2 separate regions of the Zea mays genome follow, and region 1 is linked to region 2. The links are chromatin contacts, called in public Hi-C maps. All regions are on one chromosome and are shown on one strand. The core of a region is the stretch at or near the end of the contact, and the rest is flanking DNA. Distances in the headings are between cores, read along the strand shown.

What was found. Hi-C and Micro-C count contacts between places; a contact is called where the count stands out from the background.
Region 1: a Hi-C map of leaf shows a contact between it and region 2, with 5 times the contacts expected there. The contact joins the promoter of LOC100282414 here to the promoter of LOC109940767 in region 2. A contact is called at or near these places in 4 of 25 Hi-C or Micro-C datasets (ear, endosperm, leaf and 1 more).

What each region holds. Positions count from the first base shown.
Region 1 is chr7:179,052,851-179,056,714 of Zm-B73-REFERENCE-NAM-5.0, forward strand. It overlaps LOC100282414, which reads right to left and starts at 1,852. Exons shown (of 4, transcript NM_001155325.2): 1 at 1,406-1,852. The coding sequence starts at 1,801.
Region 2 is chr7:178,897,737-178,901,153 of Zm-B73-REFERENCE-NAM-5.0, forward strand. LOC109940767 (SWI/SNF complex component SNF12 homolog) reads left to right here and starts at 1,307. Exons shown (of 2, transcript XM_020540973.2): 1 at 1,307-3,023; 2 at 3,125-3,417. The coding sequence starts at 1,504. The coding sequence ends at 3,203.

The DNA of each region.
Region 1 (3,864 bases), core at 602-3,101, 160 kb after region 2:
GACCTAACCTTGAGATCGTGGTCTAGCAAAAGGCGCTAAATAGAAACCTCCATCACGATCATTTAAAGTTCTTGCAAATATGCGTAGTACACTCCAGGATTCGACACCTGGAGAAATCATAAAATAGATCATACTACAACGCCTCTGGATAATAAGCTAAACAGCCTGAACTAGATTAATTTCAAATGCTGGACGAATGATCGCAAACTCTGTCATAATTCACTACTGCTCCCTTTTTGGAAGATGTTTGGGATGGTAATGAGTTGAAATTGACTTTTAGAAGGATTGTTTCAGAGCAAAATATGAGGGTTTGGTGGGATCTATGTGCGATAATGGAAAATGTTACTCTAAATGAGGATGACCAGATTATCTGGGCCTTTGGTCCAGTGGCAAGTACTCAGTTCAATCGTTGTATGGAGTGATCTATTTTAGGGGGGTTCGCCCTGTGTTTGTTCATGCTGTGTGGAAACTTATTGTTCCGCCTAGAGTTCGTATTTTTCTATGGCTAATGTCTAAGGGCAAACTTCTTACAAGAGACAATTTGGTGAAAAGAAAACATCTAAATGATAAGTCCTGCCTTTTCTGTTCGGAAGAGGAATCAATTTATCACCTTTTTCGACTGTTGTATTGCTAAGAGGATGTGGAGTGTGGTTAATAACTTGTTGAATTGGAATGTGGGGGAGGATCTGGAATCTGTAGCAAGATGGTGGATTAGCAATAAGAGATACAAGGTGCAAAATACAATTTGTGCTGCTGTTTTGTGGTCCTTATGGAAAACCCGTAATGCTTTGTGTTTTCAGGGGAAAAACTGGATGTGTGTGAAGCAGGTGCTGTGCAGGGCGTCTCAGATGCTGAGAAACTGGAAACCTCTCTTCAAGTCAAAAAGTTGGGAGGAGCTGGATTTATACACTGGTGCTTTAGAGAAAGTGGCTTGGGAACTGGAGCGCATTCCCTGGTGGAGGAATTCAAATCTGGTTGATCCAAGTGAAGATGGTACCCCCAGAAAATGTTGGGAGGAGTTCTAGGAATTTCGGACCACCGTAGTGCTTGATAACCTGTTACTTGTTGTTCTGTGGTTTTGGCGGACGCGCTGGAGTATGGTTTAAACCTTGTAATAATGTTTGGTTGATACACTTTGTTTCGTGGAAATAAAGTGGGGGAAACCTTTCTGTCAAAAAAATTCACTACTGCTCCCGGATGAACTAACTACTAAGCTAGATTAGGATGAGTTAGGTGCTAATCCAACAGTTTTTTCATCCAGGCCATTCGAAATTGCTTGCAAATATGCATGCATAAGTCAACACGAAACTCGGGGCCTGGGGAGATTTCCATTGCACTAAAGTAACAGGACGTTGTCGGATCATTTGAAGAATACAGAATAAGAAAGAGAGGGTCGGTTGAGGACCTGGTACTCCCACTCGGCGGCGATGGCCATGGCGAGGGCGCGCGAGGGCAGCTTGAGGACCCGCTTGGCCGGCGACTTGAGCGTGCGGTAGTCCAGCATCACGGTCCACCCATTGCCATCGTCGGCGCGCCGTACGGTGGCGTCGCGGTAGAAGCGCTTACCGACCACAGACCCGGTCATGAACGACGTCGGCATCGCCACCGACGTCTCGTCCCTCGTCATCACGGCCGCGGCGGCCGCCGGCTTCTTCACAAAGATCGCGTCGCCGGATCCACCTCCCCCTCCTCGCGCGCCCTCTCCGCCCGGAGAAGCCTCCGCTGCGGTGCCCAGCAGCCGGCACCGCCCACCGGCCACCCATCGCGGCTGGAGGAGGCGGCGGGCTGCGACCGTCGCCATGCCGGTTTCACCTGGGCTTCTTCCTCCCAGTCTGTCGCTTACTAGTACCCTACACGCAACAGTTTCAGCCCGTATAAAATGCAGCCCATGTCCCTGTATGCGCTGAGGCCCACCTAACGGCCCATCAAAGGCTTCAAGGCGTCCAGTTCCGCCACGCCACGACTCCAAGGTGGAGGACGTCCAAGAGCTTCTTCGTGAGGCATGTTTCAACTTGGTAAGGATTCCAAGAATGAATGGCAAACACATAAACAAAGCATAGAAATATAAGTGGGATAAATGATGATGAGCCAGGCATTGAATTACAAAATAGTAGCATTTCAACTACATACAATTTATTTTTACAATCAGAATCTATCCACAGTTCCACACCAACAACTTAACTAGGCTTCGGCCTTCTGGCTTTACTTTGTTTTCTTCAGTTTCTTGCTCTGCAGAAAAGGAAACAAAAGGGCATATGGTGACTAATTGGAAAACCCCATAAACAAAACTTCATGAATACAAGTTTAAAGACGAACCTTCCTAGTATACTCTTCGGCCTCCGAAGCAGCTAGCTCTCAGCCTCCCTTGTTCCACAACTCAAAGAAGAATATCTTCGCGGCATTTGCCACACTCTTCGAATGACGCTTTATATTATCAACACTCATATCAAAGTTAGCTTCTTCAACAATTTTGTCGTGATCGCAGCTGGCTTTTTCAAATACTGAAGCCATTCCCCGAGACCCAATCATTACGCAGTAGTCACTGCGAGTGGTAATTATCGAATCAACTTCTCGTTATTTCTCCATCCAGTTGAGCTCTCCTTCGGTGTCCCCACTGGTGTATGTGGTTGCTCTTGAGATAGCACCAGTTGAGGAAAAAATCTTCCTAAGGGTATCACAGCACCGCGAAACAACAGAAAAGGAGTTCTCTCGAAGCTGATTTAAAATTCCCGATAACTTCTGATTTTTCATATACTTATCGGCATTACCCTTTTCTCAGCTTCAAGGTTGGCCTAAAGCTCTTTGATAAACTCATTTTATTTCTTTAACTTTGAAACATCAGCATTATGTATCTTCCTTGCTTCGTCGTTTTCCTTTTCAGTTTTTTCTACCTTCTCCTTCGAGAGCGTCTATACATCTTTTTCCTCCAAACTCTTATGAAGTTTGGAAGTTTCGTCTTAAAGAGCGGAGAGTTCTTTTTCTTGATGCATTCTCCAGACTTTGCTTAGCATTAGTCCCTGCATAAAAAATAATGAGGATTAATGATTTAATCGAAACGTGAAAGTTTCTCGAATCTGTGTCAAAATAAAAACTCTTCGTACCTTGATACTAGTATAGACCAGGCTGTGGTAGAGTTTCTTCTTCTTGACTTGGCACAGTTTCTCCTCGATATAGTGATGATACATGTGTTTCTAGATAATCCAGTTCTAGCTTAATCATATATACTTTGTTTCTCTATGTAAAAGGGGTTGTGTGCCATCTTAGTGTTCCCTTAGTATAGGTTTATTCATTTGTACTTGTTACTATGGATATTATTCCTTTGTTAACTGACGTGCATTGCTCATGCACTCGTTTTTAGGTCCGTTGCTGAGTTCAGGAATGTGCACTGAAGTTTTTCAGTTTGATGTATCTCCATCATCTGCTCATTCATATAGCATCAGTCTTGTCTACTCCAATGCCATGTCAAACTCATCATAGAATTTTACTCCAAATATTCCCTCTGCTCGTCCTCACATCGGTGAAGAACAAAAGAATATCATACCCAACATCCAACGGCATGGAGCACCTCAAAACATCACCGAAGAATGAGAGTTTTGGCAGTACGAAGCATGTTTCATTGGTGGTTGGCTCTGTGCTGGCTGATCCTAGAGAGGCTGGCGATGGGGATGGTGAGGGGAGGATCTCTTCAAAATCGTTGTCCCACATCTTCATTGTCAACTTGTCGTTCTTATAGAGAGTGTAAAGTATGTCACTTACTTTGTGTCCTCGTGTTCAAACACCATAGCCCTCACCTGTAGGTCTGTTTTGGAGTCAAGTACATGTGATTGGGGTCTATAACATTAACTTGATAGTGATTTGGCAGCA
Region 2 (3,417 bases), core at 57-2,556:
AAGAATTTTACGTTTGACCGAACCACGGGATAAAAATCGATGTCACTGTCTACTTTACCTTATTGCGATTTCACTCTTTCTAGCATTTCACTTCACTTACAATATTGCTCTAAGTTTAATACTCACCTTGTGAGAGCAATTAAGTGAAGAAGTTCTCTCCCCCTCACACTCTTTATTCGAACTTGGTTTTTTATCTTACTAAACCAATTGTAGACCAAGTTTGTTTTGTTGAGCTATTTTTACAGGATCACCTATTCACCCCCTAGGTGCTCTCACTTTAGATATGATATTTTCATTGACCAAAGATGAATTACAAGTTCAGTGAACAAGCCACAGAGCTTTTAACATTATATATTTCTTTGGATCCTAACGATTCTTTCAGTTCATTGAAAATTGATGATGTATGCTCTCTACCTGTAAAGTTCTACCATATCGATATTTTAGAGCAAGAAAGAAGTCGTGAGGCTTCAATTATAATATTTTACATTTCATGTGCCTACATATTTTATTTTACAAAATATGATAATCATTGTCGATTTTCGTCAGTGACCAACATAAATTAGAACATCAGGTGAATATGATTATTTGACCCCTTCAGGGTCGTCTCTGAGTTCTTTAGGCCCCATTGCAAAAATTGAAAATATTCCCTATAACCTATAGTATATGGAGATAAAAGTATTCTAAAATAAGTTGTTTTATACTTGATCTATTGTTATATTCTTGCCCTCTTATGTTATCTATTTTAAAGTTAAGATTTTATAGTTTAATTTACAAAATATCAAACAATATTTGCATTTTATATTATTTATATTGAGAACACTCAAAAAATGATGCCCAAAAAGTTAGGGGCCCTGTGCTGTTGGCTGTTGCCCTAGGTGGTAGAGAGGCCTCGCCCCTTTATATTTTATTCCTAGCTCCGCTACTATGACCAACACATCACCAACAACACCTAGATCCATGTTGGAAATGTCACATCAGCAAAATCACTCACTAAAAATACCGATGGATTATTTGACTGATTTTATAAAGTTGAGGGGTTAAATAACTAATTTTGAAGATGAGAGATAAAATAGATTATCCTTTAAATTGAGAGGTTATATATCTTTTCTGTTTTAGGGTCAATATAAAACTGGTTTCATACTTTTTGAATTAAAATAAAATTTAGAACATTTTTTAGTATTAAGTATTTTTAAAATGTATATTATATTCTCGAAAAATATTGATTATTTTTAAAATTATTATTATTGAGTCGACAAATAAAAAATTATTTCATAGTTGAACTAGGTTAGGTGGACTTTTTCTTTCTACGGCTGAACCGCTCAAAGTCACGGAAGCATTAGAGAGCCCGGCCCACGCAAGGCCCAACCATCTCTCCATCTATCATCCTCCCCGAATCGCCCTCAGTCGCCAACCTCTCTCCCGTCCAAACCCTAGCTAAGCTCCCCCAATCCCCTCTGCACCGAGATCCGATCTCGCCCTTCTGGCCGCGGGACAGTCGCCGCCATGGCCTCCGGCGGCAACCCCAACCCGACCGGCGCCCCCAGTCAGCCGCGTCCGCCGCATACGCAGCAGCAGCCTCCACCGGGCGGCTCACCGGCGGCGCCCATGACCCACCTCCGCCCTCCCTCCCTCTCCGGCTCCCCCTTCAAGGGCCTCTTCCACACGCCGCCCACCCACAATCCCGCCTTCCAGATCCACATGGGCGCCTCGTCCTCGCCCCAGAATCCGCTCATGACCGCCACCGCAGGCTCGGCCAAGCGGCCCCCGCAAAAGCCCCCTATCCGACCCCCGGCACCCGGCTCTACCTCGTCGGCGGCCGCCGCCTCGGCGGCTGCCGCGTACAAGGCCGCGGCCGCGGCGGCGGCCGTGGCCAATTCTGGGGGCGTCGACCTCACCCCCGCCGCGCGGCGCAACAAGAAGCGCAAGCTCCCGGTGAAGCAACTCCCTGACCGCGTCGCCGCGCTTCTCCCAGAGTCCGCGCTCTATACGCAGCTGCTCGAGTTCGAGGCCCGCGTGGACGCCGCGCTCGCGCGGAAGAAGGTAGACATCCAGGAGGCGCTCAAGACGCCGCCCTCGCTCCAGCGCACACTTCGCATCTACGTCTTCAACACCTTCGCCAACCAGGGGCCGCGCACCATCCCACCTCCCAAGAATGCCGATCCGCCAACCTGGTCCCTCAAGATCATTGGTCGCGTGCTTGAGGACGGCGCCGAGCTGGATCCTGCCAGTGTTGTGCCCAAGCACAACCCAGTTTATCCCAAGTTCTCCCAATTCTTCAAGAGGGTGACGATAGCGCTGGACCCGTCTCTGTACCCAGAGAATCCACTCATCATCTGGGAGAATGCACGGGCAGCTGCCCAGCAGGAAGGGTTTGAGGTAAAGAGGAAAGGGGATAAGGAGTTTGTTGCAAACATTCGGCTGGAGATGAACTACAGCCCTGAGAAGTTCAAGTTATCACAGCCGCTTATGGAGGTGCTTGGGGTGGAGGTGGACACTCGTGCACGGGTGATTGCTGCCCTCTGGCAGTATATTAAAGCAAAGAAGCTTCAGAACCCAAATGATCCTTCCTTCTTCATGTGTGACCCTCAATTGAAGAAGGTGTTTGGGGAGGACAAGCTCAAGTTTGCAATGTTGTCACAGAAGATATCTCAGCATCTGTCTGCCCCACCACCCATCAATTTGGACCACAAGATTAAGCTGTCAGGGAATGGAGCACATAGCAGTGCTTGCTATGATGTGCTCGTGGATGTTCCTTTCCCGCTGCAGAAAGAGATGATGGCGTTCCTTGCCAACACAGAGAAGCACAAGGACATTGAGGCTTGCGACGAGGTGATATCTGCTTCGATCAAGAAGATCCATGAGCACCGCAGGAGGAGGGCATTCTTCCTGGGTTTCAGCCAGTCCCCAGTGGAGTTCATCAATGCATTGATAGCTTCCCAGAGCAAGGATTTAAAGCTGGTCGCCGGCGAGGCGAATAGAAACATTGAGAAGGAAAGACGTGCTGACTTCTATAACCAACCATGGTATGCTCTTTAGCTGACCATTGATTCTTATTACTTGAGTATTATATTATATATATGTATCCATGTGCTGATGAGATCATTTCTGTGCCACGATTAAATAGGGTCGAAGACGCCGTTATAAGATACTTGAACCGCAAACCAGCTAATGAGGGCCCAGGTGGTGGTGCTGGTGGTTCTTGAGGCATGGATTTCTCCTAGTGCGGTTTTGGTGTAGAAACAAATTATCTGTTCTGTATTGATAGTAAAAATCAGATGTATTTGCAAAGAGAATTGTTCAGTGTTGTGAAAGGATGTTCAGGCTAGTGGAGGTTGTTATGTTCCTGTCTGATTATTGTGGAAGTATAATTTCAAGTGCTGAACTGCACCATAATGTTGCTTGGCGTGGCCCTGAAAA